Linked DNA regions of Mus musculus: all the other regions are linked to region 3. The links are chromatin contacts, called in public Hi-C, HiChIP or PLAC-seq and promoter capture Hi-C maps. All regions are on one chromosome and are shown on one strand. Each heading gives the region's core, a stretch centred on a gene start, on an enhancer-like site or on the middle of the called end of the contact. The rest is flanking DNA. Distances are from core to core; before and after follow the strand shown.

What was found. Promoter capture Hi-C pulls out the DNA fragments that hold promoters and counts their contacts. A called contact is a pair of places that touch in the nucleus more often than the background predicts. HiChIP or PLAC-seq counts read pairs in DNA pulled down with a chosen protein or histone mark.
Region 1: a contact with region 3 is called in a promoter capture Hi-C map of liver, with 5 times the contacts expected there. The contact joins the promoter of Prex1 here to the promoter of Ncoa5 in region 3. A contact is called at or near these places in 4 of 39 promoter capture datasets (the 3T3-L1 cell line, hippocampal neurons and liver).
Region 2: a contact with region 3 is called in a promoter capture Hi-C map of pre-B cells, with 5 times the contacts expected there. The contact joins the promoter of Ywhab here to the promoter of Ncoa5 in region 3. A contact is called at or near these places in 2 of 39 promoter capture datasets (liver and pre-B cells).
Region 4: a contact with region 3 is called in a FOXA1 HiChIP or PLAC-seq map of pancreatic cancer cells. The contact joins the promoter of Arfgef2 here to the promoter of Ncoa5 in region 3. A contact is called at or near these places in 3 of 39 promoter capture datasets (the 3T3-L1 cell line and liver) and 1 of 115 datasets of contacts at active chromatin or transcription factors (pancreatic cancer cells).
Region 5: a contact with region 3 is called in a promoter capture Hi-C map of liver, with 4 times the contacts expected there. The contact joins the promoter of Stau1 here to the promoter of Ncoa5 in region 3. A contact is called at or near these places in 2 of 39 promoter capture datasets (hippocampal neurons and liver).
Region 6: a Hi-C map of B cells shows a contact between it and region 3, with 5 read pairs. The contact joins the promoter of Ddx27 here to the promoter of Ncoa5 in region 3. A contact is called at or near these places in 2 of 39 promoter capture datasets (hippocampal neurons and liver) and 1 of 484 Hi-C or Micro-C datasets (B cells).

Annotation. Positions count from the first base shown.
Region 1 is chr2:166,711,304-166,715,991 of GRCm38.p6, forward strand. It overlaps Prex1 (phosphatidylinositol-3,4,5-trisphosphate-dependent Rac exchange factor 1), which reads right to left and starts at 2,529. Exons shown (of 40, transcript NM_177782.3): 1 at 2,212-2,529. The coding sequence starts at 2,415. Gm46777 (a long non-coding RNA gene) reads left to right here and starts at 2,526. Exons shown (of 3, transcript XR_001783555.2): 1 at 2,526-4,688.
Region 2 is chr2:163,991,787-163,996,473 of GRCm38.p6, forward strand. Ywhab (tyrosine 3-monooxygenase/tryptophan 5-monooxygenase activation protein, beta polypeptide) reads left to right here and starts at 3,411. Exons shown (of 6, transcript NM_018753.6): 1 at 3,411-3,579.
Region 3 is chr2:165,031,468-165,036,048 of GRCm38.p6, forward strand. It overlaps Ncoa5 (nuclear receptor coactivator 5), which reads right to left and starts at 3,312. Exons shown (of 8, transcript NM_144892.1): 1 at 3,216-3,312.
Region 4 is chr2:166,802,159-166,806,891 of GRCm38.p6, forward strand. Arfgef2 (ADP-ribosylation factor guanine nucleotide-exchange factor 2 (brefeldin A-inhibited)) reads left to right here and starts at 3,423. Exons shown (of 39, transcript NM_001085495.2): 1 at 3,423-3,677. The coding sequence starts at 3,557.
Region 5 is chr2:166,994,622-166,999,119 of GRCm38.p6, forward strand. It overlaps Stau1 (staufen double-stranded RNA binding protein 1), which reads right to left and starts at 1,678. Exons shown (of 12, transcript NM_001109906.2): 1 at 1,413-1,678.
Region 6 is chr2:167,012,551-167,017,545 of GRCm38.p6, forward strand. Ddx27 (DEAD box helicase 27) reads left to right here and starts at 2,763. Exons shown (of 21, transcript NM_153065.3): 1 at 2,763-2,876. The coding sequence starts at 2,784.

The sequences.
Region 1 (4,688 bases), core at 1,279-3,778, 1.7 Mb after region 3:
TATTCAAGATAAGTTACACAATCCTATAAAACCAACAGGACAACCTCTAGTCTCCTCTCCCACTTTATAAGGGAATAAAGGCCCAAAGATGTCAAGCCAGCTTGCCTTAAATCACAGAGCCAAAGGCCTCACACCACACAGTCTGGCTCTGAATTTGGAGCTCTGGACCTTGTATTATATTATTTATCTGTCTGGTTGTTTGTTCATTTGTTATTTGTTTATTTATTTTCAGGGGTGCACGTATGCTATGGTGTGGCCTTAGGGATCAAACTCAGGTTCTCAGGTTTAGAGGCAAGTGCCTCGAAAGCTCTCATCCTTCCCACCAGCTCAAGCTCTGGACTTTTTAAAGAACCCATTTTGCCACTGTAAAACTACACTGGCTCCTCCCAGACAGCCAGGAGCCCAGGGAACCCCCTCCAGCCAGGGTGTACAAAAGCTGACAAGTTGGGGTGGGGAGAATCCCAGAAGAGCTGCCCGCTCTTCTGTGCCCTACTGCATGCAGAAAAGCCCGGGTGGTCAGAAGAGCATGCAGCTCCCGGCCAAGCTTCCAGGACTAAGTGGCCTCCCTCGGGTTGCCTGAGGGCCATTCCCTAGTGGCCAGAGGTGGCCTCCAGGGCTCACAGGGCAAGACACACTACTCAGGTTACACAATCAGTCCTCCACTTCTGGCACTGGCTTGGGGACCCAAGTAAGGGCAAGGCAGAAAAGCAGCCTGGGGTCCCCTGCTCTTGTACACGTGGGGAAACCGAGGTCAACACAGGAAGCAACGGTGTCCCAAGACACAATAATGTCTGTCTGGCTCATCTCAGAATGCCCCAGTCACACAACAATGGCTGTCCACAAACGACAGGTGTCCTGGGATGACATGAAAGTCAGAGAAAACTTTTCCCCCCCTGGTTTCTTTAATTCTAAGAATGTGGACTCTAATCAATTTCCATTATCCTAGCGGCCCCGTCTCCGTAGGGACGATTTAAAACCGCAGTCAACCTAGCACAACAGCCAGGGGCACACATGGGGGAGTGGGTTTTGTTTTTTTTCCCCCATTAATATAAAAACTAGTTTAGATTTCCTGTTTCTTTTTAAGGCTGAGCAGCTCAGTCACTGCGAGGGGGAAGTGAGGAGTTCCCTAGAATCTGTCATTGCTCAGCAATGCCAGAGTGGCTGCCTCTTTCATTTAGAAACTGCCAGCTTCAAGCCCTACCCGATTCTCTCTCTCTCTCTCTCTCTCTCTCTCTCTCTCTCTCTCTCTCTCTCTCTCCCCCACCCCCTTCTCAACTGTGAGAGAGGAAGAGATGGGAAAGAAAGCCAACCCTGTCTTATTCTCACAGGCCTTTCCAGAAGGATCCTTGGGCCAAAGGGCTTTCAATGCCTCCACACAGCGTCTTCCCCCCCCCCAACTTCGTACTCCCTCCTCCCTCAGTGGGAACCCCCCCCCCCGACCTCACACAGACTCCCCTGCATCCTTAAGCCATTGAGTGTTTCTTTTTCCCAGATGGAGAGAACTCCAGTGTGATTGGGGGTCTCTTGAAACACACACACACACACACACAAACGCACGCCTTCCTGAAGCAGGGTTAAGACTTCCTCCAACCCAAGAAGGGAGTTAAAGCGGCCCCAGCAGGAGGCACGGAGATTAAAGCCCTCAGGTCTCTAAGACCAGCCCTTCCCACCCCCTCCAGTTTTCTCACTTCCTAGGAGGGTAGGGAAGTGGCCCCTTCCTCATTCTCACTAGAGACACCAGGGCAACTACGTACCGGAGTTTAAAGCCCCCGCAGGGCTGCCCTGGGTCACCGCCCTGCATCCAACCCTACGACGTAGCCTGCAGAACTATCCAGAGCAAGGGACTCAACCTCTCTGGAGCCGAACTCTTCCCTGATCTTAAGGATCAGAAAATATAACCTACTGATGAGCCCGGTAACGGCACAGTCTGCTGATACCAGTGTAAGGTGCGTGGTACACAGACGCACTCGGACGCTGTTTTGCAGTCTAAGGCTTTGACTGTGCAATTCGAGCTGGGGCAAGGCTACGGAGCCCAGGGTCCCCGGTGCAGCTAAGGAGCCCCTACCCGGGCTTCTCCCTACACTGGCCCCCCAGCGGGGCGGCCCCGGGCAGCGGCCGCGCGGATGTAACCATTTCAAACTATGCACAAGGCGGGGAGCCACAGACAAAAGCGCAACGCGGGCCGGCCGGCCACAGGTGGCGGGAGCTCACCGACTGCAGGAAACGCAAGGTGCCCACGTAGTCGCGCTCGGTGCCCAGGATCTCGTTGAGTACGCACAGACGGAGGCGCAGCTGGCGCTCCGAGTCGCGGGCGGCCGCGCACGGCCCGGAGACGGGGCCGCGAGCATCGGGATGCGCACCGTCCCCGCCTGGGTCCCCGCCGCCGTCACCACCACCGCTGCCGGGTGCCTCCATAGCCGCGCGGCGCCCGAACTTCCCGCGCCGAGGTCGCGCCGCGGCTTAGGCGTCCGGGCTCCGCATCCCGGACAGGCGCCGCTCAGCGGGCCCGGGGCAGGCGGAGCGGGGGCGGGACCTGGGCGGGGTCATGGTGTATGGGCGGGGCCTTGGTAGAGAGGGCTGAGCGATGGGCGGGGAAGGAGGCGGGGTCAATCTGCTAGTGGGCGGGGATCTTTGTAGAAAATGGACGGGGTGGGGCGGCACCTCATGCGGAAACTGGGCGGGGACTAATGGAGAATGGACTGAGCTGGGGCGGAGTCTGGTGGGATTGGGCGGGGATTGGGCGGAGCCCCCTCCCGGCTTCCAGGGAGCGTCGGCCAAGAGCCGGTTCGTGCGCGCGCCGCACAGTCAGAGTTTGGGGCTGGAAATGCGTCGCCCCAGACCCCAGTCAGGTCGTGGTTCTGCTGAGTCTGTAGGCCAAGACCCATTCAGCAGTTCTGCAAGAGCAGCTCGCGCCATCCACCCGTAAGGAGTGCCCCGTGGGTGATCTGCTGGAGCCGGATCAGCGACCACCACGCGCATCTCCTGACGCCCGGAAGAGCAGCTCGACGCCCCCACCAACACGGCCGCTCATGCCCTCGGCTTACGGTGACCTTGGAAGAACTCTAGCTGCATCTTTGTCCTTACTTCTGTTTCTCTTTCCGTCGGAGCTCTGCGCCTACTGTCCCAGCGCTCCCCATCCCTAAGCAAAGGTGCCCACTTGGACGAGACCGTTGCAGGAAGCCGCCCTCGTACCCACCAGAGATAAAGCCAAAATGGGAATTTTGCTGCCAGCCGACAGGCTGTTCTGTGTGACCTTGATCTTTCAAACGTTCAGTTAACGTGCTAACCCCCCTTTACCCTCGAGAGGCATTGGGACCCGAGTCAGCCTCTGGGGTTCAGCCCCTCATTGATGACCTTGGTCAGCACCCCCATCCCACCTAAAGCTCCTCCGTTTGCCTCACAGTACAAGGGGAAGAACAGTAACACCTAACTCTTAGGGACCAGCATACGGCTGAGCCATAGTCCCTGGAAAGTGATTTTAACACCCTAGAAAGTCTTATCTTCGTTCTTAATTATTCCTGCCTTTGTCAACTGCCCTCTTGACCGGGCCTCTGAACTGCTTGTTCAATCCCTACCTGCCCCGCCTCAGATCTATTATCTCCTATGGAGTCAGTCCCTGTTTCACAAAATAGCCTCTGTGGAGTGTCATCATTTCTGGGGCAGGAGCACTGTCCTCTATTTACTTCCCTTCAAGATGCCTAGAATAGTTCTCTGGGGCCTTGAAGTAAAACAGTCTTTTGCACAAGGATAGAGGAGAGACTGTGGTAGCTCCTGCTACCCCTGGCCCTGTTCCTTTGGGGCCTAGGGCACCGTGACATTTGATGTGGGCAAGGTATCCTAGGTAAATGGATGTAAAAGGGTGAGCCCATCAGGTATTGGTCATGGAGTGAGTGTTTCCAAAGAATCATTATCTTCTTGTTTCTGAGCTTTCCAGACATAACACTGCTTCTGTCCTTAGATCCAGCACCTTTTTGGGTTTCAGTGGGCCCTGTCTTGAAATCATTACTCGCTAGCTGGTAGCAGTCACGAGCCAGCCAAATCCAGCTGCCTGGGTGACCTTGGCCAAGACACTTCACCTTTCTGAAGCTCCATTTTTTTTTTTTTAATCTGTAAGATGAGAGTCTGAGGGAACAAACCCAGGATTAGTGACATCTAGGGTCAGGTTAGTTCTCCATTGTAAGAGCATAGCAGCACACAGTACCCGGGATGTCCCAGGAGCACCCCGTCCACAGTTGTGAGCCGTCGGTGCCTTCTAAGGTAGCCAGAGAACCTCTGACACACGCAACACAGCTAGCTGGGTTAGGTAGTGCTAAGTAAACACTAGTCCCCTTCTCAGCCTGTGACCAAGGCTGGAGGTTAGCCTCACATTTACACATGGGTCCCACCCTCCAAACAAGAACTGACTGTCAGAAAGAATGACCGAGCACTTCCACATCTGTGGACGGGCCCCTCACATCATCTCCCACCCTGGAACAGTGACACTGCCTAGCACACGTGTCTGGATTTCTTGTGGAGCTCTTTGTTGCTGGTTTGTTGGATTTATGTAGCCCAGGACAGCCCTGAACTCCTGATCCTCCCGCCCCAGTCCCCAGAACGCTAGGGTTACAGGCCTGCATCACCAAATCTAGTTCTGTGTGGGCTTTTCCTCTGTGAGTAATGGGACTTTCTTCAACCTGGTGTTGTAAGAC
Region 2 (4,687 bases), core at 2,161-4,660, 1.0 Mb before region 3:
TTAAAATTCTGGGGACTTTTCAGAGAGTATATAAATACTGGGTCCCATAGAGAGGGTGTGGGTTGTTGGTTGGTTGATGTTGTTTGTTAAGTAGTTGTGGGCAAAGAAGAAATTAGATATCCTGACAACAAAGATCAAACTTTCCCCAAGTAACTCGATGCCCCCTAATTAGCAAGAAGCAGTGTACACTAACTTTGCTCCTGTTTACCCTCTATCTTTTTAAAAATCTCCTATCTAGTGTTAGGGGGTTGAAAGGATTTGGAACAAAAGGGGTGGAGAAGGGTGGAAGAAAGAAGAACACACAAAGTAGCAAAGATACAACTCCAAGGAGCTTTAAACCATATTGACTCATGAAAAATGTCAATCAGAAAACGCTACCGTGTAAAATGTCAGGTAGTTGCCAGAAGTTGAGGGTATGAAAGTAGGGGATGAAGGAATGAAGCGCAGGGGATTCTTAGGGCAGTAAAACTTTTAGAAACAGAGGTGACATTATCTGTCATGCTTGGCAAGATCTATGGGAGTTTAAAATACAGAGAATGCAGTCCAATGTGAAAACCGGTGCTGGTTAAAGATAATTTATCAATACTGCTCATCAAATGTAACAAATGTATCACAGGAATGTCAGTATGTTATCAAGAAGAGAAATGTGCAGTCAGGAATAGGGAGGTATTGGAATGATGTACCGTCCAGTCAGTCCATTCTTTCTTGTCCCGAGACTGGCCATGTGCCCGTCTCCCACACTGCTGTAATCGCTGGCCCATTAGGCTAGTCCTTTACCCACCCTGTGCTATTTAGTTTTTGTCAATTTGACACACACTAGAGTCACCTAGAAGAGGAGACCTCAACTGAAGGATCACCTGCATCAGATTATCTCTGGGCATGTCTGTGGGCCATATTCTTGACTAATGATTGATGTGGAAGGGCCCAGTCCACTGTGGGCAGTGCCACCCCTAGGCAAGCGGTCCATTGCTGAGCAAGCTATGGGAAGGAGATCGATAAGCAGTGTTCCTCCATGGTGTCTACTTCAGTTCCTCCCTCCAGGTTCCCGCCTTAGCTTTCTTTAGTGATGGTCTATACTGTGGAAATAGAAGACCAATAAACCCTTTCCTCCCCAAGTTGTTTCTATTTCAGCAACAGAGAAGCAAACTGGAATATACCTTTGAACCCATCAGTTGATTGTTGTGGCTTGCTGACCCCTGGCCTAGAATGCAGAGATGGTGAAAGGATTTAATCCATGCAACCCTATAGCAGGCACTAGGGGAGGCCTGACAAAGAGCAATTCTGTTGACTCCATGTACCGATGATGGAACTTGTGGCGTAATCATTAGAAGCCTCTAACCCATTAGGCTTCTGTCTAGATGGAGGCAAAAGACTGTCCTGTCATATTAGAGCTACTGCACTCTGAACAGACTCTGGATTTGTAACTGGTCTTTGGTCTACCAAAAACAAATCCCCATGAGGTTCTTGTGGTATTAAGAAACCCATCCAGTGTTCTAGTTCAGTGGTTTTGATTAAAATCCGATATAAAATCCATGATATATATATCCGCTCCAAGCTTCCGAATATATATATATATATTACACAATGCACCCTTTTTTAATGTTTATTTATTTATTATATGTAAGTACACTGTAGCTGTCTTCAGACACACCAGAAGAGGGCATCAGATTTCATTATGGATGGTTATGAGCCACCATGTGGTTGCTGGTATTTGAACTCTGGACCTTCGGAAAAGCAGTCAGCCCTCTTAACCACTGAGCCATCTCGCCAGCCCTACACAATGCACTCTTAATCTCATTCAAGTTAAAAGTTGTTGTACTTGGTTCAGGACTGATGTGGTCTGCATCTAAAGAACAAATGTCTGTACAAAAGACTTGAAAATGACCTTTATACCCTAGAAAGTCTGTGTATACACACCCAATCTGAAGTAGACAGCCACTCCATAGTCCCAGCTACCATATAGAAATGTAGACAGCAGTTTTCTGTCCATAGAAATCTGATTTGTATGGTTCTGAGTTCTATAAGAAAGCAGGCTGAGCAAGGCAGCATCTCTCCTCCATGGCCTCTGCATCCGTTCCTACCTCCAGGTTCCTGCCCTGTTTGAGTTCTTGTCCTGACTTCTTTGGTAATGAATAATTTGGCCGTGTAAGTCAAATAAACCCTTTCCTCCCCAGCATCACAGCAATAGAAACCCTAGCTAAGACAGCAGCTAACTCAAAGTGTTTATTCATTCTGGAACAGTACATTGGGAGGATGGGGAGTTATATAAATGAACTGGGGTGCTGATAATGGGTAAGGACAGAGCTCTGATTGTCTCGCCCAGGGAACTATTAAGTCGGAGCCATCAGCGATGGGTTTCAAAGCAGCGGACACAGAATGACATTGAAAAGATCATTTGGTACTTGATGGGGGCAGGGCTGGAGAGTCAAGCGGTGAATTTGAAGTCTGTCATTAAGCTAAGTGAGGGTAAAAGGAGAAATGACAAAGGCCTATTACTTTGTTCTTTCTCTAAAAACTGTAAGCTTCAAGACGCAAGTCTTGCTGTACTCCCCAGCACTCTGAAAATTGCCACACGGAATTTGTGGGAAATGAACGAAGGCGTGGTGGTGGAGGTATTTTGAAGGGCTAGACTTAAGGGTCAACAGGCTTGAGTGAAGTAGTAATAAAATTTAGGTAACACTGAAAGCCGTTTGGGGATCCCAGGGTTCTGTCTCTGACGATTTCCCTTTGAAGGATACTTGGGGACCAGGGAATCTCAACGAAGAACTGATGTACACTGGTTTTTTTGTTTTGTTTTTCTGTTTTTATTAAGACCTTGGAAATGTTCTGTTCCTGGTACTTCATGAAGCGTCCTTGGTCTAGGAAAAGAACAGTAAGTACCTTTTAGGACTGAAAGGTGAACTAACTGAAAATGGAGGGCTGTCTGTTCTCCTTTAGTTACAAGCATTCCCTTAACGCACAGCTAAAAGCACTGCTAGGCTCTCCGACCCCGTGAGAATTATTTTCAGGGTTGGGTAGGAACAGACGATCCTAGGCTCAACCAAGACCGCTCCAAGCTTCCGAACCCTGCCCTCCCGGAGCCCGCCCTGTTCTCACACATCCCAGCCCTGGGGCGGCCACCTCGGCCCCGCCCTCTCTTCTTCCTCCTTTTCCTGCTCCCCCGCCCCACTTCCTTTCCCTGCGTCCGCCCCCTCCTCGCTCCCACCCAGGCTCTGCGTCCTCCCACGACCGCTCCCTCTTGGTCCTCCCTGACATCCCCTCCTCCTGGCTATCACCGCCCTTTTCAGGAGGACGGAGCAACCCCGTGCCTCATTCACCCAATGAGGAATCGACTCAGGGTGGGGCGGGACTTGGGCTAGAGCGGAAGTGGTGGCCAGAGCGGAAGTGCAGCTGCCGCCGCCGCCACCGCCGCCGCCGATTCCGGAGCCGGGTAGCCGCCGCCGCCACCGCCGCCACTGCCCCTACGGTCGCTGCCACCGCCGCTGCCGCCAGCCCCGCCTGAGGAGTGAGCCCGGGAAGGACGCAGTCGCTGCCCTCTGATCTTCCCGGAAGCGCCTTTGCTCCCTCCAGTCCTCCGCGGTGAGTGCGGCGTGGCTCCCAGGGGCCCCAGCCCAAAGCCCCTTGTCGGGCTGCGGCCAGGCTCACTGTCGCCGCCAGGCTTACTGCCGCCCCTCCCCGCTTCCGGCCAGGCCTGCGCCTCCGCGGGAAGCCCGGGCTTCTCTCTCGGCGCGCCGTACGGGGTGCGGCCAGGCCTGCGCGGCTGGGGACCGCTGGGCCGCAGGCTCCCCCCCTCCGGCACCATCTCTGCTCGGCGCCGCCCCTGCCTGCTCCCTTCGGGCCCCGAGCCATCCTTCTGGGCCTGTCAACCTCTCTCATTCTTTGTGGCTTTCAAAAATTGAAATGTTAGTCGAAGGCGGGCGAGTTCCCGAGCCGCGACGCCCCTGCCGCACTCCCCTGGATGAGTAAGGGTTTAACCTTGGCGACAGCTGGGGCGAATCCCTCTCCCACTTTGCAGTAAAGCTGTTTCATCATCGCTGGTGTGGGAAACCCAGCTGGACCCGAGATTCCCTGACAGCAGGGTTGAGGTTTGAATTAAGAAATGGATTTATCTGAACCTTTCACTGACTCAAACCGGATTCCCAATGGGGTGGGGGAAGATCAGGCTGAGAATTGAGTCTTTTCTCTTGATATTTGTCGTCTTTTACTGCCAGAATCTCGTGTGTCCATGCCCCAAATTCATCCATACACTTTTTTGTGGCATATATATATATATATGTGTGTGTGTGTGTGTGTGTGTATATGTTATATATTGTTTGAAATTTGTCTAGTAACCTCAGTGTTTGAGGAAGGAGTAGGCAAGATGTGGACCCTTTTTTGCAAGATGAGCGCATCTGGGTCTGTTGCAAATGGAGAACATGCGTGCATCGAGGATTCCAAAGGTGGCAGCGTTGGTGAGAATTTGCCAACCTCTGTAAAAATGCATGGCTCATGTCCTTGCCTTCAGTACATTTTCTCTGGTGAGACTAGATAGCACTGGACTCTTGATTTTACTTGCCTGGTGTGGGAGGTGGAATCTGGCAAGATGTTACAAATCTCTAAAATCCCGGGAGCCGGTGCAGAAAGGTGTAGCGCTTAAGAGAATATGAAAATTACATTTCTCACTGTATCTCAGGTGTTCCTGTGAAAC
Region 3 (4,581 bases), core at 2,062-4,561:
ACCAGTTCAAATGGAGAGAAGGCTCACAGGAGATCACTTGATGGGCTGCTCTCAGAGGCAACCCCTTGGGGAAGCAGAATTAACATCAGAATACAAACAGCATCTGGATGACCCACAACAGTATATTAAAGGAAAGCCATCAGATCGTCTAGGATGTGGACCAGAGAGCCCATAACTATGTAGTTAACTAACTTAGGCCTCTGGAAATCTGTGCTGATGGTCCTATTTCTTATGGAAGTCACAGTGTGATTACACTTTACAGTTTTCAGGGATTGTGTGTTTCCATGTTTTAGCTACTGTCACATCATTTTCTTTCTGACAGTTAATGTTTGTGGGTTATTTCTAGCTGAACAGGATTTAGGGAGACTTCCAAATAAAGGGCCTAACTGTATGTTATACTGCATAAGCTGAAGGAATAAACAGGCTATTGGAACCCTGGTACTTACTGCCTTATTACCCTTACCTTTCATTAAAATGTCTATCAGTGAGAGTAACAGAGGATCATCTCCCATTGGGCACTGCTCTTTTAGCTATCTGACAGTTTAAACTCTGTTTAAGCAGAATAGTCTAGCCAACAGTATATGCTGTTCATAGAACAAATCTTTTAACACACACACACACACAAAACATTTGTTAAAAATACTTTTAAAGAGAGCTTTAAAAGTATTAGCCTCAAAGACTAATCATTCATAAAACACAGGAAGCAATAGAGTAGAAAGAATTCTTCTTTGGGGGAACATTGAACTGGAAGAGTTCATGGGAAGACAAAGGGAAAGTCATAATGAGATTGCTGTCATCTCTGCGACATACTTGCATGAGGTTAGCATACAAAGAAGCCTCAGAACTCCTGTACTGTGGATACTATACAACATAGCTACTTTTTCTTTTGAAATCTTTCATCTCCAACAATATCTTGAACGTGTTCTTGGGCAAGAAATTTTCAATTTTACTGAGCTCTCATTTCTGTATATGCACAAAACTTTGTAACACATATAACACCACCAATGCACCCATCTTACAAACCAACTTAGAGAACAAAAGAGTAGTATTTACCATGTGCACTGCTAGCTGAGGATTCCCTTTGCAACTAAGCACCAATGGTGAGTTTAGAAACAGAGACAACATTTGTCACGTGGGGAGTCAAAACCTGAAGAAAACTGAAGGGCACATTCCAAAGGTTTCCTTTTTGTAAAAGGTTTTCCATTCTTAAATGCACAGGTGAATTCAGTTCTCACAGTGCAGGAAGCTTTTAAAGGCACTGCCATCTGCAGGCCGCAGGCATGGAATGCCTGGAATAGTTATTTACAATAAAGTTTCAGAGCAAAGCATTGTTTATTTAGCTTGGGGCACTGGTAGATGAGGCTCCACTTGCTGATGTTCGGAAATGGGACTTCCAAGTCAAATCAAATTTCCCTTGCTTCTTTGTACATTATTGCTCCTGAGAAGTTTGGGACCAATGGATGATCTTATGTTTAGTTCTATTCTGTGCTCAACCTGAGGTCAGCCCCCCAAAATACAGACTTCTTGTCATACAGCCCTTGGTGCTGGGGTATCTGGAATGGTCCAAGTTGGCTTTTCTGAATTTCCTTTCAGAAAATAAAGTAAATCTGCTCTCACACTTTTTAAAAACTGAATTTATGATCAGATAGCTAATGGGACATGAAACTGCTGATATCTAGAAAAATACCTTCCATTTAGTCTTGCAATGTGGTTGTTTTGCTAGCACATTATACAAGGAGAAGCAGTCTCCTATGTTTCGGTAGAGACTAATGCATGTCTAGGGGCTCAAAAAATATATGAAAGAGGAAAGACGAGCTAAATGGAAGAGACAAACCAAAAGGAAGGCAGGCATGCACGCTAACCATCAGTCAAGTGGTCTCCAATCCCCACAAGGCAAAACTAGAGCCTTGTTCCAAAATGTTGATACAAAGTTGCTTTTTCACACTCAGACAGATACAAGTTTAAGTGTTCTGTGGTCAAAAGCCACATCAGGGTTTGCAGAAGCATCCTTTCATGAACTTTCAAGGTGGCTACCACACCACAATACTGTAAGAAAGCGAGGAAACACACCCAGTACATCTGAGGGATGGTTCTTGCAGCTCCTGAGATTAGCGCTTCTAAAGGACAACCTTTTACAATGAGAAAGCTCAGAATATTTATCATCACCCTGAAGATCCCGGGACACCCCGGGACATTGCAATGGGAGCTGGAATGCCGCAGGGGGAAAAATTCCATATACAGTGAAAGACATAACATGACAATTAACCCCGTACTCCAAGGGCAGCGGTTCCCAAAGCCTGGAGCGCACAACTTCAGGAGGAACAAGGACACAAGTGTTTATTTTAATAGACAGGTATTTATTTTTTTTATGAGCGTTAGAGAAATAACTGGCTTTCCATTATACCGTTTGGGGTTCAAAATTTCCGCCTTAAACAAATGCATTTAAGGAGGGAGGGTCAGAGTCAGTTTAAAGAAAAACATTTAACATTTGGTATCTAGTACAGATGTAGGCGGACTTGTAAAGGTGCAGCGCGAGGGACGGAAGCTGGGGAGACGTGGTCCTAAGCAAAGCCCCTGACCCGCTACCGGGGTGCGGGAAGGGCCCTGGGAAGCCAGTAGGTTCCGGCGCCGTGTCCGTACGAACCTCCGGCACAATTTCTCTCGCCCGGTTCTCCGGGCCTAGGGTCCACGTCCATAGAATGGGCGAGCTGTCACACAAGTTGACATCTCGAGAATACGCCCAGGGCGACAGCGCTCCCTAGGCTGCTTGGCGCCTGGACACCGCCGCCGAGACCGGTATCCTGGACCCGGGTTCGAAGCCCTCCAGTGCCACTGACTCACAAGAGCTCCCCTCGCCCACCAAAGCCCCGGGCGAGCGACTTCACAGACTCTCGAGTGCAGGGCGTGCTCGATCCTACAAAGAAGCCTCAGCAGCTTGCGACCGAAACGGGCCGCGGTGCCCACCTCAGCGCACGGTCAGTCGCTCGCTCGCCTACTTGGGTCCGCCAGACTCGGGTCTGGGCCGGACCGGACCGGACCGGACCGGAGCCGGAGGCAGCCGCGCCCCGCTCCGGGGCATGCGCAGCCTCGCGCGTGCCCGGAGAGCAGGCCGCGCGTCGAACGGGCCCTCCCGCCTCAGCGTCCCCGTCGCCCCCCCAACCGCCTGCCCATCAGTACTACGCCTCGGCGGACGGCCACCGCTCCCCGGCACTCACCGCTACCGGCGTGGCCGCCTCCCCGCCGCTCCTCCGCCTCAGGCCCGCCGCTGCCGCCTCGGCCTCTGCCCACCTGCCCGCCGTAGGACAAAGGCGCCACCAACCGACTAGCGCGGGCACGAGGCAATGGCGGCCGGGGCGGAGTGTGGAGGTAGGGGCAGAGGGCGCGCACGCAGCGGCGGCCGCGGCAGTGTCGTAAAGAGCCTGCGGGTTTACGGCAGGGCTGAGCTGAGGCGTCCATCTCCTTGGCGACGGGGGCGAGGCGGTGGTTCTGGGGCGGCGGTTGAGAACGCCAGCGGTTGCCTAGTAACGGGGTCTCAGTGGAGGACCCGCTCCACGCCTGCGCCCCGCGCAGGACTGCTGTCTGGCTTTTCCCTTTTCCAGATCCCCTTTCCTCATCCATAACTGTGTAACAAGAACAAGTCCCCCAGTACTTTCATCCCTGTAAAACTTAAAGCCCCGAAAGGCCAAGCATTTGTAGATGGAAAATGTGCAGTGCCCAAACCTGATCACAAGGAACAAAGAGAGCAGAGAGGTGAAGAAAAAGCTGGGTTTAAATTTGCATTTAAATACATTGTGGATCCTATTAGTTGCCTAGCTGTCTCTAGGAGCCAAGAGGCTCCTGGAGATATATTACGGTTTTTTTCTTGAGATATTTCTTTGAGAAATATTCAAGGTCAAAAATTGACTTCAACGTTACTGTCGACCACGAAGCATGTAAAAAAGGTGTGGGTCCCCCCTCCCCCCTTTTAATCTAGAGTTTGTCACAGGGACTGGAATTTACAGTTGTAAATGCTCTCCATGAATCAAAGCTCCGGCTACATGAATCGCCTCGTGCCTCAAATGCCGTAGGGCCTCGTCTTCCTCCTGAACAATACAGGCCAACTAAACTGGTGACTGTGGGATTTGAACACTGTGAGAAGCCCAGTTTCTTTAAACATCGGATCCTATATTCATTCTGCTAGTTGACTCACTGTTTCTTGTACATTTGCTACAAAGACCTCAAAGCGTGGCTGGTAAGGTGATTCTGGGGACAAAAGTGTGTGCTGCCTAGTCTGATGACCTGAGTTCAACCCCATGTACACACACACACACACACACACAGACACAGACACACACACACACACACACACACGCACGCATTAAAACACAAAAGCCATCTGGTATGTCACTGTATATATATATATATATTTGTTTGTATTTCGAGACAGGGTTTCTCTGTGTAGCCTTGGGAACTCACTCTGTAGACCAGGCTGGCCTCGAACTCAGAAATTCGCCTGCCTCTGCCTCCCAAGTGCTGGGATTAAAGGCGTGTGCCACGACGCCCGGTATCACTATACATATTTAATAACAACACTCGGGAGAC
Region 4 (4,733 bases), core at 2,173-4,672, 1.8 Mb after region 3:
AGGCGTGCACTACCATACCCAGTTATTATTGATATTGCTTTTATTATTATTATTGTTAATTTTTTAATCCCACCAAGTTGCCCAAGCTAGCAACTCATTTGAACTTACTCTCCTCATTGGATTCTGAGTAGCTGGCATCAGAGAGGTACCCTTTACACACTCTGATGTATAATTTTAAACTACTAGGTATTCAGATCATTTGCCATATAGCAATAGATAATATACACATAAATGCATTGCAAGTAAGAAAGCGAACAGGCTGAAGGGAAGGCCATCAGTGACTGCCCCACCTGGGGATCCGTCCCATTTACAGTCACCAAACCCAGACACTACTGCGGATGCCAACAAGCGCTTGCTGACAGGAGCCTGATGTAGCTGTCTCCTGAGAGGCTCTGCTAGTGCCCGACAGATACAGAAGTGGATGCTTACAGTCATCCATTGGACTGAGCACACGGTCTCCAATGATGGAGCTAGAGAAAGGACACAAGGAGCTGAAGGGGTTTGCAGCCCCATAAGAGGTACAACAATATGAAGCAACCACTACCCCCAGAGCTCCCAGGGACTAAACCACCAACCAAAGAGTACACATGGTGGAACTCATGACTCCAGCTGCATATGTAGCAGAGGATGGCCTTGTGGGATACCAATGAGAGGAAAAGCCCTTGGTCCTGTGAAGGCTCAATGCCCAAGTGTAGGGGAATGCCAGGACGGAAGTGGGAGTGGGTGGGTTAGTGAGCTGGTGGAGGGGGGATGGAATAGGGTTTTCACGGGGAAAATGAGAAAGGGGGTAAATTTGCAATGTAAATAAACATCTAATTTTTAAAAATCGAACAGGATGCCATGGAAACAGGTGGTGATGGAGGGCCTTCAGAAAGGGTGCTAGAGAGGCCCCTCTTTTGTAACATTGAGCTGAAAACTACATGGCAGGCAGGGCCAGTGGCGCTTACAGCTTACAATCTCAGTGGGTAGGACATACCATTTTGTAACCAAAGGCCTCCAGTAACTATTTTGAAAAGAAACTCATGATAATAACATCTTCTATTCTCATAGTTTTAATCAATGATAATGACCTTAAAAAGATGAGCCAAGCCAGGTAGTAGTGGCACATGCCTTTGATCCCAGCGCTTGGAAGGCAGAGGTAGGCGGATCTCTCGAGGCCAGCCTGGTCTACAGAGTGAGTTCCAGGACAGCCAGGGCTACACAGAGAAACCCTGCCTCAAAAAACAAAAAAACAAAACAACAACAACAAAAAAAGGCCACAAGAAAGCAGTGTGTAAGTTACTAATTTTAATTCAGTGGACAAACAGGCACAATTACACCTGCTGCGGCTGCAGCCCTACCAGCCTTGTGTGGTATCTGTTCTGAGGCCCAGCTGTAGTTCTGAGTCACATTGTAATCAGTGGAATTTACAAACTTGAAGTGTTCCACCTGCCTCTGGACTGGACCCTCCCCCCCACCCCAGTCCAGGGGCAGAGCCCCACAAACTGAAAATACAAAAGGTCCACAAATGCTATTATAAATATTAGCTATTAGCTAGGGGACACAGTGACAATGGATATTTGAGTTGAGCATTTGAACATGGTGGCATGGGACATTCCCAAAATTTCCATGAGGAAGAACTGTCTGCTTCTTGTGAGACAAAGTATCAAGGCTGCCCTGTGGGAAAAAAGCAAGGGGTGGTGTGGGAAGCATCAGTACTGTCAAGACAAGGCCCTGTCTTCCACTCAGGTACCGGCCATGCCACACTGGCCACCTGGCTCAGTTTCTTCTCCGGTTTTGTCCTCCGTACTGGAGGCTGATGAAAACAGACCAGGAAAAGGGGAGTTGTTGGTAGCATTGGCACAGACTGGCACTTAGAAAGCAGATGTTCAGGTGTGGTGGCTTCCTCCTACAATCCCAGCTCAGGAGGGTGATAAGTTATTTCCCTGCCGGTGAATTGAGCCAATTCAAGAGAGGTAAGATTATATTAAATGTAGGTTTCCTGGGAAGCTGCGAAGCTGCTCTCAGTTGAGTTCACTGGTCCTGAGGAAGGAGGCAAGGCAAGTCGCCATGGGAAGAGAGGAAGAGTGCTTGCAGAGAGAGAGAGAAAGAGAGAGAGAGAGAGAGAGAGAGAGAGAGAGAGAAGCCAAAATGTCTGGAAGAGCCTCTGCCTCTGAGTGAAAAGGAAGGAGAAGGGCAGCCCAACCCTTGTGCTGGAAAGTTCAGGGTTGGGAGCAGGGGATGCCAGGTAGGGACTGAGGGATGCTGGGAGAACCTGGAGGCCAGGTCAGCTTTGGTATGTAAAATATGCAACTCAGTCCCTCATCCCAGAGAGGACATTGAGTTCAAGGTCAAGGACAGCCGGCGATACACATCAGGATTGTATCAAAACAACAACAACAAACAAAACAAACAAGTAAAACTCTAGCGACAGAAGGATTACTTCTTACAAACTGGCCCGCCAGGAGCTCTCTCTCCTGTGGCAGCAGGACTGTGTCCAGGGCTGGTGTGGTTTGCTGTCAGAGATACAAATCTGGAAGAGATAGACACCGTGAATATACCTTCCAGCCTACCCTTCTTTCCCCTCCCCTCCTCTCTCTTCTCTCTTCCCTTCTGGCTTCATCCTCAGTCCTGGTTCTTAACTTCCCTGAGCCTCCTTTCCATCCCTGATTTCTCTGCCCTTCCTGGATCCGGCATCTGACCTTCCCTACTCTCTGTCACCTCTCTCATTCCATTCACTTCCTTTTGCCCATCTCTCTTCTCTCGACTATTATTACTCTCACTAATTCTTTTTTTTAAAGATTTATTTATTTATTTATTTATTTATTTATTTATTATGTGTACACTGTAGCTGTCTTCAGACACTCCAGAAGAAGGCATCAGATTTCATTACGGGTGGTTGTGAGCCACCATGTGGTTGCTGGGATTTGAACTCAGGACCTTTGGAAGAGCAGTCGGTGCTCTTAAACACTGAGCTATCTCACCAGCCCTCACTAATTCTTTTTACGATTTTTTTCTTTCCCCTTTACTCCCTCTTTCGCTTTTCTCAGCATATCTAGCGCATGCTCTTAGTCTCTTCCTACCTCCGATCACTTGCATCTTTCCTTCAGGGCTGCCCATGTCTATAGGCTTTGACCTGCATTTTCTTCCCCTTCATAGTCATTGACCATCACTCCCCTACCTGGCCCGGTTATACTACTTAGACACGCCCGGACCAGCACCACTCGCGTAGGCCCCGCCCCAACCGAACAGACCACGCCCCACCACAGGTCTACTGCCCCGCCCACCCGCCCCACCCACAGAACTCCACCCCACTCTGGCTCCGCCTCCCGGCCGGCCCCCCACCCTTGGGGTCACAGGGTCGACCGACGCTCAGCAGACGCAGCGACACCGCCAGTCACGTGGTCACGTGACGCGCTGCAACTTGGCGGCGCCGTGGGGCCGGGGCGTCTCTTCCTGACAGGGCGGCGCGCACGGACGCGGCCGGTGCCGGCCGGGTCGCCGGGCCCTCAGCCTCGCTCTCCTGCTCGCTCGCACCGCCGGCTCGCGGGGTCGCCGGCCCCCGCAGGCCGGGGCCATGCAGGAAAGCCAGACCAAGAGCATGTTCGTGTCCCGGGCCCTGGAGAAGATCCTAGCTGACAAGGAGGTGAAGCGGCCCCAGCACTCCCAGCTGCGTAGGGCCTGCCAGGTGGCGCTCGGTGAGTGAGCCACCCCGGCCTGGCCCGCGCCGGCTTCCCCACGCCGGCCGTTACCCTCCGGGCCTGCTGCCCTCCACTCCTCCCAGCCCGAATCCCACCCTCCCGTCCTCTTCCGCTCGCTGTCCCCGTGGGAGCTGGTGTTGGGGCGGCCGAGACTGGCCCAAGGTCACCTAGCAAGTTGGTGACAGCCACGGCTGGTTTTCCAGCTTCCCTGCCTGGGGCCCTTGCCACGACTCCTTGTCCCGTTTCCTGGTTCCTCCCCTCACCATCTCCAAGTCCTCTGAAGCAGTAGCTCTCGATCTTAAGTTTTTCCTTCAGCGCCACTATGCTGGTTGGGGGCTCTCCCACGGGAGCGATCAGAGCAGGTCAGAGAGCTGCCCGGTTGGTGCCGAGGAACCCCGGAGGCTTGTTTGGGAAATGTCTCACTGGAGAACATTGGGGTTCCCAGGGCGCTTCGCCTGGAAGGGATGTAAGATGATCTATATTTCAGGCATTGGACAGCGTGTACGACTTCTACTCATTTTAGGGCGGGTCCCTAAAATAAAGGTTCTGTAGAGCAAAGATACTTGTCTGATTGCTTCAATGCGGTGTCCTGTGCATTTATGACAGTGCTTCGCACACAGTAGTTGCTCAGTAAATATTTGCTGGTTGAATGGATCCATGGATTGTGGAAAGACAGAAGTCTCTAGCTCCTAACTAGGTAAAAGCTCGGTAGTTGACACCAACATCAGTCTCCTATCTTTAGTTACTTCTCGAGAGCCTGTGTAGCAGGTACTGAGGAGATGTCTATGAAGGAGAAATGGAATCCTTTGTCCCTGTGGATCTTCTTAGGTTCTGATAGAGCAGACAAAACAGTACTAATAAGTACTGCTGTCAGAAAAAAGACTTAAGTGATACAGAGGACCTGAGGTCTGCTTTAGGTTGGATGGTCAGGAAAGTAGTCTTGTCTGAAAGTGTGACATTTGAGCCCAGGTCTGAAAGGTAAGAAATGTCGACTGTGTGGAGGTTCAAGAGGAAAAAAGTTGTGGACGGAGAGCGTCAGGACATTTGACCAGA
Region 5 (4,498 bases), core at 428-2,927, 2.0 Mb after region 3:
AGTCAGAATAAAGACAGTCTCCTAAAAGTTCACTAGAATGGCCAAGACTTCTTCCTCCACACTCCCCAAATGTATTTTTAGTTTTTGCTTCAACAAGTAGTGATGTAATTTACATTTGGTAAGTACAAATCCCTGAAAGATCAAAATCCCAGTTTAAATCTCTTCCAACACTTCCAATTCTCAAGAATTACCGCTACTCAGCCTGGTCTACAGCACAAGCTTCTTCTTCCAGGAGAGCCAGGACTGTGCCGAGAAACCACGTCTCAAGCAAGCAAGCAAGCAAGCAAGCAAACAGAATTATTACAGCTACAAGCAATTGAAAACAGTGACCTTAAAAAAGGCATACAATACAATGGGCAAAACGCAAAACGGAACAAAATAAAAGCTTCGCCCATAAGTAGGGAGGTGAGGCCAGAGCTTAAGAGAAACTGATAACTAGGGAGGGCCTCAGCTAAAGAAAGTTAAGAGCTACAGATGCGAACCAGGAAACCACGGTTTTCGAATCTTTGCATACTCCACCTCCAGAGCCTGACACACAAGAAGGCTCCAAAAAGGTCTGCTAAACCCAAGAGAAGCTTATGCCAGCAACTTTCTCATAAAAAGGAATGGCAATAAGGTTCTGGATGGTGGCAGGGAGACATGGGACAGGGTGCGGAGCCTAGGGGAGCCGGTGAAGTCCCTACAGCTGGTTTCACAGACATGATGATGGCTTTACATCCATACCCTGTCTGCTACAGTGTCCCCATTAAGCGCCCGCCCCTCTCTGGTGCCAAGCGAGCACAATGCTCAGGCACTGCCAGTGGGCACGCGGGATTCTTCTGCCTCGGAGAAAACCCTAGTGGAAAGGAAGGTCAACTTATGTTCCGTCTGCACCCTAAATTATACCTTCATATCATCTTAATAAATTATGCAAACGGCTTATTGGGACACGACGTGGGTCTGGCACACTGATAAGCACTTTACACGCCCCATTTCACTGCACAACTTCACAGCCTGAAGAGGCAGGGACCGGGTTGGGACAGGATTAATACTATTCCCCCTCCTTCTCCCCCTCATAACAGAGACACAAAGAATACGAAGTGACTGACGAAGGGGGCCGAGCCGGGAATTGGCACCTCATCCCGCGGCTCGGCACTGGCCGCGACACTGTGCATAGCACCGAAACCCGGGGGGCCTCCGGACCGACGCTGCCCCTGCCCGCCCGCGCCCCCCGCGTTAACTCCGGCACAGGGCCCACGAGCGGCGCGGAGGGCCCGCCTCCTCCGGGAAGGCCCCGCAGGCGGAGACGGGCCTGGGCCGCGGCTCGCGCGCCCGCAAGGCCTAGCCCACCCGCCGCCCACCTCCCGCTGACGCCGTGCCTGCGTGGGTCCTTCCGCGACCCGCTCCGACCCGGCCCGGACCGGCCGCCTTACCTGGCTGCTTCCCCAGAGCTCGTCCCGGGGCCGGCGGTCTTGGGCGGCGGCGAGGAGGTGAAGAAGCAAGTGAAGACGGCGAGGAAAAAGGGACCGACCAGAGGAGGGAAGAGGCGGAGTGGCGGAGGCGAAGGCGGGCGCCGCCAGGCCGGGGCTCAGAAGAAGGGGGAGCGCACACAGACGCGACGACAGCCAGCGCAAACGCTGAAGAGCGGCTCGGGGCCCGCAGCCTGGCAGGAAGTGACGGGGGAGGGGCCGCGCCCGCCCCCGGCCCCCGCCCGCCTCCATGCCGGCCCCACCCCCTACACACCGCGGCAGGAACCACAAGTCCCAGCGGGCGCCGCGTCCCGCATGCGCTCTCTAGGCACGCAAGGCCCACAAGGGCCGGGCACGGCTGCGCTGGGTCCGAGGCATGTTGGGAGTTGTAGTTTCCCAGGAGCTCGGTCTCGGCAGGGAATACAGGCCTCGCTTCCTTTCTTTTCTAGGCTTTCTGTTCCCTTCCTACAGTCACCCCTTTTTCCCTACGCTAACTTTTGTTAACCTGCTGCTGCGTGCAAGACCGAAAGCTGAGAATACAGTGAGAATGCACAAGTCCCTGCCCTTATGGAGTTTACTGGGGAAGTCAGAGTAAATGAAGTCTGAGCCGAAAACAGACAAGCACAAGTGCTGTCTGGTTCCTTTCCCGCAGCTCTAAACTGAGTGTGGTTCTGTGGACAAGAGGCTGGTGTGGGCTTGTTTAGTGTAGTCCTGGGGATTGAAGCAAACTTCTACCGCTCAGCTCCATCTTCACTAGTCTTATAGCTTGGGTTTTCTTGCCTTGGTGTTTTGAGTTCAGGCATCCACGGAGTCCAGTGCTGGCGTTGCCTGCCTGGTGTAGGAGTTTCAGGCAGTTGTGAGGTAGATCCTCTTCAAGTGTTCTTAACTGTTAGCCACCTATCTCTCCAGCCCTATAGCAACCCTTTTATGTAGCAACCCTTTTATGTAGCGGGGGAGACAGGTCTTTAGAATTAGATGGGGTCCTTACCGGAGGTTGTGGGAGCTGAGTCGCTGGCATCCTCTGGGCTTTTTTTTTTTTTAAGATTTATTTATTATTATTTGTAAGTACATTGTGAAGAGGGCATCAGATCTCATTATGGATGGTTGTGAGCCACCATGTGGTTGCTGGGAATTGAACTCAGGACCTTTAGAAGAGCAGTCAGTGCTCTTAACCGCTGAGCCATCTCTGTAGCCCCCCTCTGGGCTTATTTTAAGTGGTGCCTGTGGTTGATGCACCTAGGTAAACATCATAGCTAGATACCCAAGACTCCGGGTTCCATCCCTACCCCAAAAGGGGAAAAAAAAAAAAACCTAGCCAGTTGGTGGTGTCTGGAAACACAAACAAACAAACAAATAAATAAATAAAAATAGCATGCCTAACAGCCCAGTCTCCTTGCCAAGGCACTGTGGCTGACTTTGCATGAATTCATGATGACGTCTGCTGTAGCTAAAAAGACCCTCCTCTGACTTGCAGAGACACTGGGGGGCGCCTTTATCTGAATTAAGTCTTCTTAGTTTGCTTTTTGTAAAACCCAGTGACACTGAGTTCCAGAACCAGCCGTTCCTTCCAGTTCCCAGCCAACTCCGCTAAGTAAGCAACACATAGGCAGTTAGGGCAGTGAAGATGCCCACCGGGTAAAATGTGCGTATTTACGCACAAAATAATCAATTTTGGTGGGTTTGGGGTTTTTTTTGTTTGTTTGTTTTTTGTTTTTTGGGTTTTGTTTTGTTTGAAATGGGGTCTTACTATTTAGCTCTGGCTGGCCTCAAATTTGGAGAGATCAGAATACCTCTGCCTCCTGGGTGCTGGAATTAAAGGTGTGTGCCACCACCACACGGCCAGCTTAAATTAATGAACTCTCCCACCCCAGTTTCACTGTGTAGCCCTGGCTCTCCTGGAACTCCCTCTGTATACCACACTGGCTTCAAACTCACAGAGATCCTCCTGCCTCTGCCTCCGGAGTGCTAGGACTAAAGGTGCGTGCCACCATCCCCCCAGCATAGATTGTATTCTTTAATTTTGGTTTGTTTGCACAAAGTTTTGCTATGCTGCCCAAGCTGGCCTCTGCCTCTGGAGCAGTGGTTCTCAGCCTTCCTAACACAGTGGTGCTTTAACACAGTTCCTCATGCTGTGGTGACCCCAACCATAAAATTATTTGTGTTGTTACTTCACAACTGTAATTTTGCTACTGTTGTGAACCATGATGTAAATATCTGATATCCCACCCCTGTGAAAGGGTTGTTTGGCCCCAAAGGGACTGAGACCCACAGGTTAAGAACCGCTGTTCTAGATGATCCTCCTGCCTCACAGTCTCTCAATAGCTCGGATTACAGGTGTGTACCACTATGCCTAACTAATGTCCAAGGTATTCTTTACATAAAAACAAACCCTGGGCTGGTGAGATGGCTCAGTGGGTAAGAGCACCCGACTGCTCTTCCGAAGGTCCAAAGTTCAAATCCCAGCAACCACATGGTGGCTCACAACCACCCATAATGAGATCTGATGCCCTCTTCTGGTGTGTCTGAAGTCAGCTACAGTACTTACATATAATAAATAAATAAATAAATAAATCTAAAAAAAAAAACAAACAAACCCAGTCTGGTATGGCAGCACACACCTTTAATCCCAGCACAAGAGAGGCAGAGGAGGGCAGATCTCTGAGTTCAAAGCCATCCTGGTCTACAGAGCAAGTTTGAGGCTCAGCCAGGGCTACATGTGAGAGCTAGTAACAAAATTACAAAAATAAATAAATAAATAAAAAGTCTGTGGACCTTGGAAGAAAACTAGTAGTCTCTATATACAGAAGAAAACAAACTCACTGGAAAGTACTGTATTGCCAGGGAAATATTAGTGATTCCCCCAAAATAGACAGGAGCCAATCTGATGCAATCACAATAGAACCTTTTTATTTTATTTGAGCTAGCTCAGCCTCTCAGAACACCCCTGTCACGCAGGACGGTTTTGGTGATGAGGAGCCCTGAATATCTATCGGGGCAAGACTTTATAGTAAGCAACAAGCGGGGTGGGAGTGGGGGATGGGGATGGACGG
Region 6 (4,995 bases), core at 1,513-4,012, 2.0 Mb after region 3:
ATCTGTGTGTGCACCCACACGTGGGTGTGTGAAGGCCAGAGTGATTTATCCCATTGCTATGCACTTTGGTTTCGAAGCAGGGTCTCTCACGAAACTGAATGCTCGCTGATTGGCTAGACTGGGTGGCAGGTGAGCAGAGCTCTCCTCACAGCCAGGGGTTACAGCCATGGGGCTACTCTAGCTCATGCCTGGTCTCTCTTAACCCACACATAATGTGCGTACACAAGAAGACAATACCCCTAGGAGGTGTCGTTGGAACAGAGTGTTTGCCATGAAAAAGAGCCAGTCATGTATTGAGCAGAGGAAACAGCATTTTATTATTTTTTTAAAAAGATTTATTTATTTATTTATGTAAGCACACACTGTAGCTGTTTTCAGACACACAGGAAGAGGGCATCTGATCTCATTACAGGTGGTTATGAGCCACCATGTGGTTGCCATGGCCTGATTTGAACTCAGGACATTCAGATGAGCAGTCAGTGCTCGTAACTGCTGAGCCATCTCTCCAGCCCAGGAAACAGCATTTGAAACAGAGGGAACAGACCATGTATAGGTTTTGGGTAGAATGAGATTCATCTGTGTGAGTTCAGGGGCAAGCATGAGAGAAAGAATGTTGGCGTGAGTAGGTAAACCCTGTTGTTCTAAGAGTAGGGTGGTGTCTAAGCAGGGGCCATGGCATTACAATTTAGTGTTTTCTTTCCTTTATTTGGTTATTTGTATGCACATGTGGGACACATACATGTGTGTATGCTTGTTCAAATGAGTGTGGGTTTGTTTCTTTTGGTCACTGTTTTTTTGCCTGTGCTTTTTTTTTTTTTTTTTTTGGTTTTTGTTTTTTTCGAGACAGGTTTCTCTGTATCGCCCTGGCTGTGCTGGAACTCACTCTGTAGACCAGGCTTGCCTAGAACTCAGAAATCCACCTGCCTCTGCCTCCCAAGTGCTGGGATTAAAGGCGTGTGCAACCAATGCCCAGCTTTTTATTTTTTTAAGATTTATTTATTTTGTGTTACGAGTACACCATTGCTTTCTTCACACACACCAGAAGAGGGCGTCAGATCTCATTACTCATGGTTGTGAGCCACCATATGATTGCTCGGAATTGAACTTAGGACTTTTGAAAGAGCAGTTGGTGCTCTTAACCGCTGAGTCCTTGGTCACTGTTTTATTACTGTGAAGGGACACCATGACAAAGCGTTTAATTAGGCTGTTCTTACAATTTCAGCGCTTTTGTTCATTGTCTTCATGGTGGAGAGCTGTGTGCATGCAGACACAGTTGTAGCTTTAATTTTTTTTTCTCGACCGTATTTTTTGTTTTGTTTTGTTTTCTTTCTTTCTCTTTTTTTTCTCTGGTTTGGTTTTTTGAGACAGGGTTTCTCTGTATAGCCCTGGCTGTCCTGGAACTCACTTTGTAGACCAGGCTGGCTTGAACTCAGAAATCTGCCTGCCTCTGCCTCCCAAGTGCTGGGATTAAAGGCATGTGTCACCATGCCTGGCTTTTTTTTTTTTTTTTTTTTTCTGAGACAGGATTTCTCTATATAGCCCTGGCTGTCCCAGAACTCACTTTGTATACCAGACTGGTCTCAAACTCAGAAATCTGCCTGCCTCTGCCTCCCAAGTACCCGTACTTTTAATGTTTTTTTTTTTTTTTTTTTAAGATTTTATTTATTTATTTATTTATTATATATAAGTACACTGTCGCTGTCTTCAGACACTCCAGAAGAGGGAGTCAGATTTTGTTACGGATGGTTGTGAGCCACCATGTGGTTGCTGGGATTTGAACTCTGGACCTTCGGAAGAACAGTCGGGTGCTCTTACCCACTGAGCCATCTCACCAGCCCATACCCGTACTTTTAATAATGGTTCATAAATGCTTTAACCTCTCTTGTAGTCTACTACTCACCAGAGGCAGTGGAAAAGAAGGGATACAGACCAAAAGGTCCAGAGTTCAAATCCCATCAACCACATGGTGGCTCACAACCATCCGTAACAAGATCTGACTCCCTCTTCTGGTGGGTCTGAAGACAGCTACAGTGTACTTACATATAATAATAAATAAATCTTTAAAAAAAAAAAAAGAAAAGAAAATAGAACTTACAATTCGACCATCCTTAAAATATTATCTATTATTTAAACTTTTATGTGCCTGCATCATGCCTGCATACATGTCTGTGCACCAGATGTTCCCAGTGGCCGCAGAGGTCAGATACGGAGTTACAGACAGCTGTGAGCCACCTTGTGGGTGCTAGGAATCAAACCTGGGTCTTCTGCAGGAGCAACCAGTGCTCTTAGCCACTAAACCAGCCCTCCAGGAATCCAGCCCCCTGTTAATTATTATAATTGTGTATACAGAGGGGCGTGTTCACTTGAAAAGGGTGTGAAGATCAGAGGACAACTCTGGATTCCGAGCTCTTCTTTCCCCTTGTAGGTACCGGGATCGCACTCAGGAGTAGTGTGGCCTTTGCCATGCTGAGCCAGATGGCAGCCCTGACTACCATTTTGTTGTTAAGTTCCCAAATGTACACATACTTCTAATTTTTCCCTCACCTTTACACACTCTCAGACTTCTATTTCTTTCCCAAAACAAAGTAGTTTTCTAATCTAAACAACGCCCCACCCATTTGATTTTATTATTGGAAACCACGCAGGCCCGCGAAGTCTCAAAGTGCCGCCCCCGAGCGGAAGTGACGTGAAGCACATGCGCGCGACGCCGAGCGGGTCGCGGAAAAGGCGGGTCGTGTCGGCGCGCCGCACTCGCTACGTCCGGAAGTGGCTGCTTCTTCAGCATGCTGGCGGAGCTCGGCTTCATCCGGACCATCGGCGAGAATGACGAGGTGCCGGTTGAGCCCGAGTCGGACTCCGGAGACGAGGAGGAGGAGGTAGGAGCCGGCGGGAGAAGGGGCCGTGGGCGGGAGCGGCCGGGAACCAGCTGCGGGCCCCAGGCCCTCCTCAGCGTGCTCAGGTGTCCCCATGCAGGCCGTGTCACCAAGCTGTGCGGAGTCGAACTTCGCAGGCGAAGTCAGTCTTGCTTCCTGCCCAGTCGGGGACACATGCTCCCACCTATCCATCAAGCCTCCCAAGGGGGTTCTAGTGATGCTAGGCGGTGGGGATGTAGCCCTGAGAAAGTGGCTCCAGGGTGAGTGGCGAGAGAAAAAGACCCAAACCCAAACTCTCAGTGCCTCACACCGGCGTCAGCCAGCCTCACACGACACTAAGGATGGCCCAGGCCCTCTGCAGTCCGATTCCGAGAAAGCTGATGTCTAAGGCTCCAGTCTTTAAGGATGTTGCTGGGAGGTCGTTTGGAGCTCTGCTGGTCAGTTTAGGCGTCTGTCCAAGGCTTCTATCCCTCTGTCCATCCACACTCCGGTCTTTGCAAGTCCCACCCGCACACCTGCAAACCTGTGCCCCTCACATACTTCAGTTTCCAGCTTGGTGGTCTCCTTACCAAGTAGCTGAGTGGTCTCAGTGGTCTGAGTGGTTCCAGCCATGCAGCTAAGTTTTTGTGGCTTTCAGAGTCAGGCCAGGCTCTGTTGTCTTTTCTGCCATTTGACCCTCAGCAGCCTTCCTTGTCCTGGCAACACCGACATACCATTCCATTTCATGTCTTAGAAACTTGTGTTCTTTTTCTGCTCAGAGCCTTTCACATCTCTACCCAGCCCACTCCCCCAGGCTTTCTCTCTATAGCCCTGGCTGTCCTGGACCTACCTCGGTAGACTTCGAACTCAGATCTGCCTGCCTCTGCCTCCTGAGTGCTGGGATTAAAGGTGTGCCCAGCTTCTCTTCACACTTCTGCTCTCTGCCTGGAAGGCTTCCCTCAGTAGTTCTCCACCTGTGGCTCCAGACCCTGGGGACCCTAGGATCTCATTTCAGATATTTACATTATGATTTATAACAGTAATGAATTATGGTTATGAAGTCTCAACGGAAATAACTTTATGGTTTGGGGTCACCACCATCTGGGTTGGGAAGGTTGTGAACCATGTGTCTAGATGTCTCAGTCTGCTCTGGCTTTTTTTCTCTCCACAACAGGAGGGTTTCATTCTGGAACCCTCCTGCTGCCTCCGCTTCCCTCCGGGCTACCACTGTACAGGACAACAGTTTTCTGATGTCTGCCATTGGCATGAGGCATTTTAAATCGATCCAGGTTTGGGAGCAAGTACCTTGGTGTCCAGGATGGAGGATGACTTTGTCTCTCCTGGCATGTACTGGGTGGTGGCCGGGAGAGACTTAGCTCATGTATTACCTGCTCTGTAAGGCAGAACTAGAGCAGTGCCTCACTCCGTAAGAAGCTTGTTGGTATCCAATTCTGTATCAGTTTTGTGTTTCCTTTTGAAACTGGATCTTGGATACATTTGAGCTTCTGACGGTCCTGTTGCTGTTTGCATTGTTTATGCACATTCATATGTGTGCCTGTGTACATGTTCTTGTGCGCGTACTTGTTCACATGCACGTGTGTGGGGCCAGAGAACAACTTTGTGGGCTGTTACTCCAGTTGTCCACCTTGCTTAGAGACGGGATCTTACATAGGTATGGAATTCACTGGCTAGACTATACTGGCCATTATTACACTCCCCATCCCCCATGTCTCACCCCCATGTGTGTGTCTACACTCTTGCAAGTGTAGTATATGTGTGTAGGTACAAGCATGTGTTAGCAGGCCAGAGGTTAATGTATATCAAGTGTCTGTCATTTCTTGGGAGCTGTCCACTTTGTTTTTGGAAACCATTCTCTTACTGGAACATAGGACTTAACAGGGAGGGTCAGCTGACCAGTCAGCTTCTGCAGAGATGTCAGTTTCTGCCTTCTCAGAAGTTTTGGAGATGTGGAGACATGGTTCTGTGTCAACCCTGGCTGACTGACATCTGCCTGACACCTCTACCTCCCAAGTGCTGGAATTAAAGGTGTGCACCACCACATCCAGCTTAAGGTTTATTCATCTATGTTGAGACAGGTTCTCCCAAGTAGCCCTGGCTGTTTGGTACTCATAGAGATGCACCT